Regions from separate parts of the Zea mays genome. Here region 2 is linked to region 1. Evidence: chromatin contacts called from public Hi-C data. All regions are on one chromosome and are shown on one strand. The core of a region is the stretch at or near the end of the contact, and the rest is flanking DNA. Distances in the headings are between cores, read along the strand shown. Region 1 holds the start of LOC100281840 (fructose-2,6-bisphosphatase). Region 2 overlaps LOC103652949 (coiled-coil domain-containing protein SCD2).

Region 1 (4,684 bases), core at 818-3,317:
GCGCCTGGCGCGTCGAAGTCGATTTTTGGATAAGCAATCTGGTGCACACCAGACCGATACTGTACGGCCAGGTCACACGGGCTCGGTCTGGCGGACCGGTCCGGGCACCCAGACTAGACCAAGTATGGTTCATTTGAGCCTATCTCCTTCGAACCTTTTTGGCTTTCTTTGAGGACTTCCCTGTTACTTAGACAAACATAATTAGCATGTAATTCAATAAATAAGTGTGGGAAACTTACCTCTTTGCCATAGTTTCTCTACAATTTGCAATGTGCTCAAAACTAAGTCCAAAATGCACTTCTATTGCAGGAATGAGTTAGTAGCCAAACAAAGTTGCTATAGACATAGAATAGGGTATGTGCAACTTATTTAAACACTAAAACCTCATTTTTTGTGTTGTTTTACCCAAAGTTGCACTTTTAGCCTCTAGATTTGCCCATTTGGACTTAGTTCCTCAATTTGCCTCAAAGTGAAGTTGTGCTCATACTCATATCAAACTAGATAGTCCAATGTGGTGTGTTGGACACTTAATAACTAAAACAGGTAGAAATGACCCTATGGCACAACGCCCTTTCAATCTACCCATTTTTGGTGATTTATGCCAACACACCTAAAGCAACTCAAATTTGACTAACTTAACCAATATGAGTCAAAAGCGGCAAATTGAAGCTCAAACTCAAACTAAAGAATTGTTTGAATGATTTGGCATAGTTGAATCACTTAGCCAACACTTGCTTTGGATTTTGCAAATTAGCTAATAGTTGCCTAGCTTGTGCTTTGTAACTAGGGATGACAACGGAGAATTCCTCGTCGAGGAATAGCTCTCTATGTCCGTCCCCGAGACATCAAAAATTCTTGCGGGGATCCCCACGAAAGTTTGTGGGATATTTCTGCCCCATCCCATTCTTCGCAGGGATAAATCATCGACGAGATCCTCGTCCCCGCTTAAATTATAATTAGGATGTACGTCCTTTGTTATCGGTACAAAACATTGTCACTTATATACATTGTCATATGTACAAATTATTATGTATACATCAAAATGAACATATTTGTAAATAAGTGATCTCTTGAAAATAATTATTTATTTTTATCATTAACAATTACACGAAAGATATGTCACGTACAAGTTTAATGGATCTCCGTGTCCGTGGGGAACAGAGATGGAGAATGCTTCCTCATCCTATCCCTGTTTACACGTCAAAGGTGAATTTTCCTCCTTTTACATATCACGGGGAAGAATTTCCCACGTGAAATCGAGTATCTCTTAGACTCGTTGAGACGTGACCTCAAAACCTCGTATACAGGAACACCGAACACGACTATGGACGTGGCGTGTTTGGCTTGATTTATAAATCACTGAAAATAAGCAATAATCTGTCTAGACTATTGTTGTTTCTTATACCATCCATAGTTCACTTGAACTAATAAACGAGAATCGAATAATCACGAGAAAGTTTGCGCGTCTTAGAATCTAAACATGGTAGAGAGAAGCGAAACGATCAAAACCCTGCTAAAAATTTTACACTAGCCCGAACTTCTGATGCCTACGAGCAAACTATGGTTCTTCTTCATATCAGGGGACTCATTTTGTACAATCACCTTTTTTGTGTAATCGTGCAATTAAGGGCTAATTTAAAAACTCCATTTTTTTAAGAGGTTCTTGTTTTTTAAAGGGAAAATAAACTAATTTCCTTAAAAAAATGGGATTCCTAGACTAACCCTAAACATCTAGAATATCCAATCTAGATCTAACGATTTGATATGAAAGAGATTAAATATAAAAATAGATACTAGATTTCTAATGGAAGAGGTTAAATATAAAATAGCCATAACTGTTGGATTTTGATTTGATAGTATACAATAAATCGATTGCGTTTGCATCTACATGGTTGATTGCACGTCATATTTCCGCCTCGTATCGCAGTTTTCATCAAGAAATTGGGTGACAGCATTTTGATTTTTGCATACGGCTTTGCCACGTGAGCAAAGATGCCAGCCTGGCTGCACGAATCTCAGCGCTCGCACTCCCCTCGCCAGGAAAGGAAGGCACGGACGGACGGACCACTACCGCGACATCACTCACTCCGCCCTCTACACCTCGCGCTCCCACCGCCCGGTGTCAGATCTCGCCGCCGCGATGGGCTCCGCCCACTCGTCCGTCTCCACCACTGGCGGCGAAGACGAAGAAGACGACGAGGATCCGTCCGCGTCAGCCGTCTCCTCCGCGGGCGCACAGGCGCCACCGCCCGCTCTGTCGCCGTCGCCGGTCCGCGTGCCCCCGGCCTCCGCGTCCAAAGTGCTGGAGCAGGAGCCCGAGGTGCTGCCGTGCCTCGCCGCGGACTCGCCGCTCTCGCCGCAGCCCTCGGCGGCGGGCACCCCGCGCCTCCTCGCGGGTCCCGGCATCAAGGTCTGGGACCCCTGCCACGTTCTCCTGCCCCCGCCGCCGCCGTCTCCGCACGCAGGGAGGCAGGTTGACGCCGCGGCCATCGAGGTCGTTGTGGTCAGCCACGGCGAGTGCGCAGCCGCGATGCGCCCGGACCTTGTCGGCGGCCGGTGGCCGGCCACGGCGCTCACGGCGCGCGGGGAGCGTCAGGCTCGCGCGCTCGCTGTGTTCCTGCGCTCCCGCGGCGCCAGGCTCGCCGCCGCCTATGCGTCTCCGCTTGACCGTGCGCGCGCCACCGCTGCTCTCGTCTGTCGGGTGAGCGATTCTTCGCAACTCCTGTCCTCCTGCTGCATTACGTTGCTGCCGCTTCATTTTTGTATTGAATGCACCTGAATTAGACCTCACAGCTTTTATGTCATAAACTCAATGCTTGTTATTTCCGCATCTACATTGTACTTTACATCATAAACTCTCGTGTCAGCTTGGAATTCTCATTGTTGTGCTAAAGCTATTATCTTTTGAACAAAGGGTGATCTTGCGTTGTGAACATTAGTTCAAAGTAGTCTTTGTTGTGTCTAATCTCTAATGTTTGTTTGATGCACACCTCTCAGATCGTGCCGCTAAAACATGGTACTAAAATAGGTGATAAAAGGCGCTCTTTGCTGTTTTTCTAGGCTCGTGGGTAAGCATGGTATTTTATAACTGTGTTTGATTCTCAATAGTTTTAGCTGCAGATCATCTATAGTTTTTCTTCCTTTCAATCTTTAACATGGGGCCATGGGCAGCCATTCCCCTGTCAGTTCAGGAATGCATCGGTCTTTGAGGAAGACTGAATGTAGTCTTCATTGTATGGAAGGTTGTCCTTTAAGGTTGCACACATTGTCTTATACCCTGATAATTGTACATTTTTTATGTTTTCTGGTTGCAAATCACAGCTAGTTGATATAGGCACTTCTGTGATTAATGGGTGAGAAAGCAGTTTGTTTATCTTCCATGCCAGTTTTCTTCCCATTTTATTTGATTATTTTCCACATTGGACAAGAGATTATCATTCATTTATCTTTTAAAATATTTTTTGTTTTGCTGGAATTTGTCTGAAGGGTCTGGTTGTGTTAATATAAGGGCGCATCTTTAGTGAATGTGGAAAAACTTTGAAAAATGGTTAACTTTCATCCGAAAGCGTACTTTGAAGTTCTGGAAAAAAAACTTGGCATATTGATAGACCATAGTCATTCATAGATGTACTTTGTTGGAAACCTGAGATTCCAACTCATTCTATATTAGTTCGTACAAAAACGGGTGCCAAAATGTTCATTTTCATATGAATTATTCTATAATGAGTTTGAGTCTCAACTTTTTTTTGACAAAGTACATCATAACATGAACTATCAACACACCAAGTTTCAGATTTTGTCGAAATTCCATTGTATACTTTTAGACAGATCTTCATCATTTTCATATCTGTGCCATTTTAACCAGAGATGCACCCACAGACAGTATGGACCACATAACACTAGCATGAACAGAGAATCTTCTGTATCCAATGCATCTTAACCTGAAATGGATGCCTGTTGATACAGCTTTTGAGCATCTGTTGTTGTCTTTCTGTAATTTAATGGTACCTAATTTACAACTGGGGGGAAAATATGCTTTCTGCTGAACAATACCTCCTAGGACTCTAGGAATGATAATGCTAACATGAGTGCCCGGCTCCCACATGACTGGGGTTTGGGTAAGCAATAAACGAGGCAAGCCCCCACCCAGGTGGAGCGGTTATTTCGAACCCGTGACCTGGTGACTTAGTGAGACAGCTCCCATCACTGCACCAGATCTGCTGCCGTTCAACAGGAATGTCTTTAACAAAAGAATGAAATAACGCCGTGGAAGAAAGTTACGATTTATATTACATTAGGAAATAATGATGTGGAAATGCTCTGCATGCAGAGATTCAATGCTTTTGCATGCTTTTAGTGGGTTTGGTAGTAAGGCTGCTTAGGGGTGTTCTAACCTTGTTACTGTCCTCCTGGTCACTATTTAATCCTTTAGTGGCATCTGTTTGCCTTTGTTAAACCGGTGCCAGCTGTGTTGTTGTGTGTAAGCGTTGTGTTGGATGTATGAGTTTCATTTGCATGGCTTTTTCTTCTTCTTAAGTGAAGTGATGTGCAACTCTTCTCCATATCGAGAAAAAAATAGTAGGTTTGGTAAAAAGCGCTAGTAGTGAGTGAGATATGAGAGTACCGATTCAGTGGTTAATATAATGCTGGACAAGACAGCTGATGCGTCTAACATCCATGCTAC
Region 2 (4,684 bases), core at 1,596-4,095, 120 kb after region 1:
AATCTCGATACTTTGTATAATCTAAGTTTTGGTCGTATAATTGCTACTCTAGGCAATCTCTTCATCTGCTAGGTGTTACAAGAGGACATAATGTTGATACATTTGTTTCCTGATTTAAAAACAGCAAGAGATAAGAAAAGCTCTTATATCCAAGAATGGTAAAAGCGAGGAACTCACCACTCTTCAGCAACAGCTACAGGTAAGGTGCTAGTCTATGCCCTACAGTAAGGAACATTATGAGTTCAACTATAAGTTGTCAATATTGTTGGTTTCTGTTCTAGTCTGCAAGAGAAGAAGCATCGGCTGCTGTGAAGAAACTCAAAGAAGCTGAATCCGAAACACAAGAGTTACATACAATGACACGCAGGATGATCTTAAGCAAAGAAGAAATGGTTAATTTCCTCTATCATTTTTCCTTTTATCCCGAGATTCAATCAAGCATAAATGTCTAGTTGCTTGTGGAAGTGCTGATTTGAAGCACACAACTATTGTACAGGAAGAGGTTGTCATGAAGAGGTGTTGGTTAGCCCGTTATTGGGGTTTGGCTGTCCAATATGGTAATTCAGAATAAGACAACCTTTTATTTTGCAACGAATTCAACTGAATGCTGGTTTTGTTAGCATGTGTAGTGTAACACCAGCTTTCCTAAAATTCCTGTCATTGTTGAGTTTGCAGTAACACTGTTTATGTTTCCTTAGTTACTAAATTCCTTTCTGAAAGCAGTGATCGGATTGCCTATACGTAACACATTTTACCAACTGATGTTTTTTTTTTTCTGAGTAAATTCTTGCAATTCTGCAGGCATCTATCCAGACATCTCAATGTCAAAACATGAATACTGGTCTTCACTTGCACCTCTTCCATTTGAGTATGTAACATCTGCTGGACAGAGAGCCAAGGATGGATCCGAAGCAGAAGGTAATGGTTTGGAAGACGTGGACAAGCTTGTTCATGATTTGACTGTTACAGCAGGGGAAGGCAACGTAGAAACCATGCTTGCTGTTGATAAAGGACTTCAAGAACTAGCTTTCCTGAAGGTGCTTATCTTTTTAACTAGGCTTTCATCAGTTTTTATTATGCATAATATATATTCAGCAGTTCTCAGCACCTTAGGTGGCCTGGTGCTGAAGATTTTCTAGATCAAATTTTGCATTTACCTTTTTTTCTGTTGTCTCTTCTGATGCTCCTAATTAATTTTTGGAGGTGGAGGATGCGGTACTTTTTGCCCTTGCCCAACACCATCGTACTAATGTTGCTGGAGCAGCTGATCCAGGTTCCTTCAGTTGCTTTCCCTATTTGTTACTGATAGTACACCAAGAAAACTTTGCACAAAAAGATCATTATATCATGAATCATCAATTGATCAGTTGACATAATTCCTTCACTGCCTATCTATGAAGCTAACTCATGTTCATGGTTTGGTGTTTCACATATGCAGATATTAAATCATCTGGGGATGAAAAATTCACTGAGGCATTTGGTACAGTTATCTCTTTATCTTCTGTAATCTCTTTATTTTCTGTAATCATCATATTAGTAGCTAGCTATACGAGAATTATGTTCTTTCAACATTAGTTGGCTGGTTAGCTGTAGTATCACCCAGTGCCATGTTTGTCCTGCTGGGGAACTCTACAAATCCATGACCATACTTAATCTGAGTTGTGCAGACCTAAGCAAGGAGGAGGAAGAAGATGTACAGTTCAAGCAGGTACCGTCCCCGTTCCTTTTTTTTTACTCTGAGACTCTGACTTAAACCAGCAAGTTGGTTAATTCTGTGCGAAGTTACTGATAAAATTCATTATGTAAACGCCAATGTTCTTATGTGGTGGCCGTCAACTCTGGTGCCGCGACCCAGGCTTGGCTCATATTTTTCTGGAGGAGGGCTAAGACCAACAACGTGGAAGAAGATATTGCCGAGGAGCGATTGCACATGTGGATCGATCGACACGGCCAGCAACCAACGTCACATGACGCTGTGGATGGTATAATTTCTTTTCTTCTGACTGCTTTCTTGTAGTATGCTTGAGGCTGTTGCCACACTGAACTTTGAAGAAGCCACGACGGTGATTGCTGGCCGTGAAAATCAGTCCGGAGATGACTTATATACCTTGGGCATTGTTCTCGCAGTTGAGCAAGGCATACACGAGCTGAGGAAGCTTGGCATCGAGCAGCTCCTGTGGGAGCTCTCCCGCCACGAGGCGAACCTTGCCAAAGACAGTCCATCTGATGTCGAGGACCTGACCTAACAGTAACAGCCTGAGCGGACGACGGTGGCCATCTCCCACCCAAATGCAGTCCAGGCTCCAGCCATATATTTGTATATCATACAGATAACTGGGACATGTAAACATTTTTTGTGGTTTTGGTTTTTCAGCTTTGTCACAAACAGTTCACTGACTCTCCCCGATGTACATAACTTCCACCCCCCGCTTTTGTTGTTTGTAAAAGGCAGCTTGAGGTGTGCAACGGAGAGTGTGTTGATGCGCACGGCGAAAAGGCGCGATAGATAGAAGAATGGCTGGTCAGCCGACTCTGCATGTATAGGTACCGTTACACGGCATGCAGTCCAACAACAGAGGAACATGCCATATACATGTCCTGGACTCTGAGTCTGAGGCCACATGAAGGGCATTGAAGCAACACTCGATTTTTCTATCAGCAAGCATCAAGCAATCAGTGAGCGTGTTGTACCAGAGCTAAAAAAAGAAAAACAACCTCTGTTCAAGGAAGAAGAAGAAAACGAACCCGGCAGAAAATAAAAGGCCCAGATAAAACTGAGCCCAACGAGGCCCTCGTCCTGTTTGGCTGTCAGATCATGCAGCCGGCCGCTTGCATACAGGTGCAGTTTTGGGTCCAGCGAGTTTTTAGACCCATCAGACAGCGACGAGCGAGCTGCAACGTTAGGGTATAGCTATTAGCTATACTGTGCAGCACCTATCCAACATTACATGGCGATGCAGACAGTCAAACGCACCTAGAAAATCACGAGAGGCACATCATCTCAGTACTTCGACGTCAATTTGTTTCTGAATCACAGGCGCGCATATATACACAACGTGCGTGTGCATGCCCTTTTCCTGTGCGATCGGTCGACGTCGACGACCGGTCCGATCGATTCTTCAATCTAGCCGCATTAGCAGTGAGCTAAGCCGGCCTAATTCCTCTAGTGTTCAGCTAGCTTGTGACAGCTCTCTTTCACAAGTCAGAACCAAACTGTAGGTCCCAGCTAACTACGTGTCGTTGCTTTCGGCTGGGGTTTTGTATATTCCCGTGCCGTGCGTGTCATGTTCTGCCCGGAAATGTGTGCGTGCATGGCGGATTATTATATATATATATATATATATATATATATATATATATATATATATATATATATATATATATATATATATATATATATATATATATATTAGGAGGCCTGTGTTTCCAATAACTAGAGGAAGCCCAGGTCGGACGGTGCAATCCGGTCGAGCCGGACCACATCCGGACGTCTATAAAACAGGACCCGGAGTGCTAGGGTTCAGTTTTTTACGCTCCACCCCGATTCATTAGCGACGCCGCGTGCGACGATGGCGGTTGCCCCAGAGCGTGCGCCGCGGTGGACCCCCAGCCGGTGGCCGCAACTCCATGACCTCGACGCGCGGTGGCGGAGGTTCCTCGATCCGGAGTAGTGGCGGCGGTTCCCAGGTCTGTGGCGGCGGCTCCCCGATCCAAAGGGCGAGCGACAGCGGGGCCCTTGTGCGGGCAAGCGGCGGCGTCCTCGAGGTCCCGAGGAGGCGGCACTTCCAAGGCCGACGAGCAAGCGACGCCCGTCGACGTGCGAGTAGCGACGGCGACGCATGAGGCGCAATGTTCGAGCGAGCGGTGTCACGGAAGGCCCGAGATGCGCGCAACGATGATCGCGCGTGACATCCTCCGATCCGGCGCAATTTTCTTTTCGATTATTGTGTTTTATGCCTACCACATGTATTATTTACGCCAATGTCACACCCGTTTCCAAAGGGCAGAGCCGGGTGCATAGCATATGTGTGCCAGGATCTATTTCCACACATATGTTGACGTCACAAGTGTAATATATCAAAAGAACAATGCATAAAAGCATAAATAACGAGTATATTAACATATTACACTTCAAACAGACATAATGTCTTAACCTTTATTCATCAAAGTACAGCGAAACATAGACATCCATCCACAGGAAGATGACCGGGGGTATCACTAGACTAGCATCTACAGAGTCTAGCATCATAACTTCATCTGCAACTTCTGATCAAAATTAAGCAAGGGTGAGCTCACTTATGGTCGGGGCTCAGCAAGTGGGGGAAAAACTAATGCAAGTCTAACAAGGTGAGGCTGAGGTTGAGCAGTAAGCATTTTAGTTGGTCAACATTTTATTAATAATACCTGTCTTACTAATAAGTGTGAATCCCAAGTATTCCCATTAAGCAAAGATACAAGATTATATAAAAAACACTTAAGTGAAACCACTTAAGCAAAACCATTGGCAGATCATTGGATCTCGATTTATTTCCATCTTCAAGTTCAATTATCATGTGAGGAGTCCAGGCTGCTCATAACCGTGAGCACGACTGATATATCAGTTTTACACTCTGCAGAGGTGGCGCATCTTTACCCATGAGTCGCGATTCCCTTCAAGCCCGGTTAGCTAGACCCGTATTCACTT

The links. A called contact is a pair of places that touch in the nucleus more often than the background predicts.
Region 2: a contact with region 1 is called in a Hi-C map of leaf, with 4 times the contacts expected there. The contact joins the enhancer-like site here to the promoter of LOC100281840 in region 1. A contact is called at or near these places in 3 of 25 Hi-C or Micro-C datasets (leaf and tassel).

Annotation. Positions count from the first base shown.
Region 1 is chr4:24,326,170-24,330,853 of Zm-B73-REFERENCE-NAM-5.0, forward strand. LOC100281840 (fructose-2,6-bisphosphatase) reads left to right here and starts at 2,068. Exons shown (of 2, transcript NM_001154760.1): 1 at 2,068-2,701. The coding sequence starts at 2,141.
Region 2 is chr4:24,440,921-24,445,604 of Zm-B73-REFERENCE-NAM-5.0, forward strand. LOC103652949 (coiled-coil domain-containing protein SCD2) reads left to right here. Exons shown (of 16, transcript XM_020552484.2): 8 at 125-199; 9 at 282-392; 10 at 497-557; 11 at 802-1,037; 12 at 1,204-1,273; 13 at 1,439-1,480; 14 at 1,668-1,708; 15 at 1,856-1,982; 16 at 2,128-2,466. The coding sequence ends at 2,246. Among protein-coding and RNA genes, the nearest start is that of LOC103655158, 9.2 kb to the right of the region's middle. Within about 2 kb of position 2,846, at least 18 of the 20 cell types and tissues checked have an H3K27ac peak or open chromatin away from gene starts, as enhancers often do. A contact at or near this core is called in leaf and tassel, where this site is marked.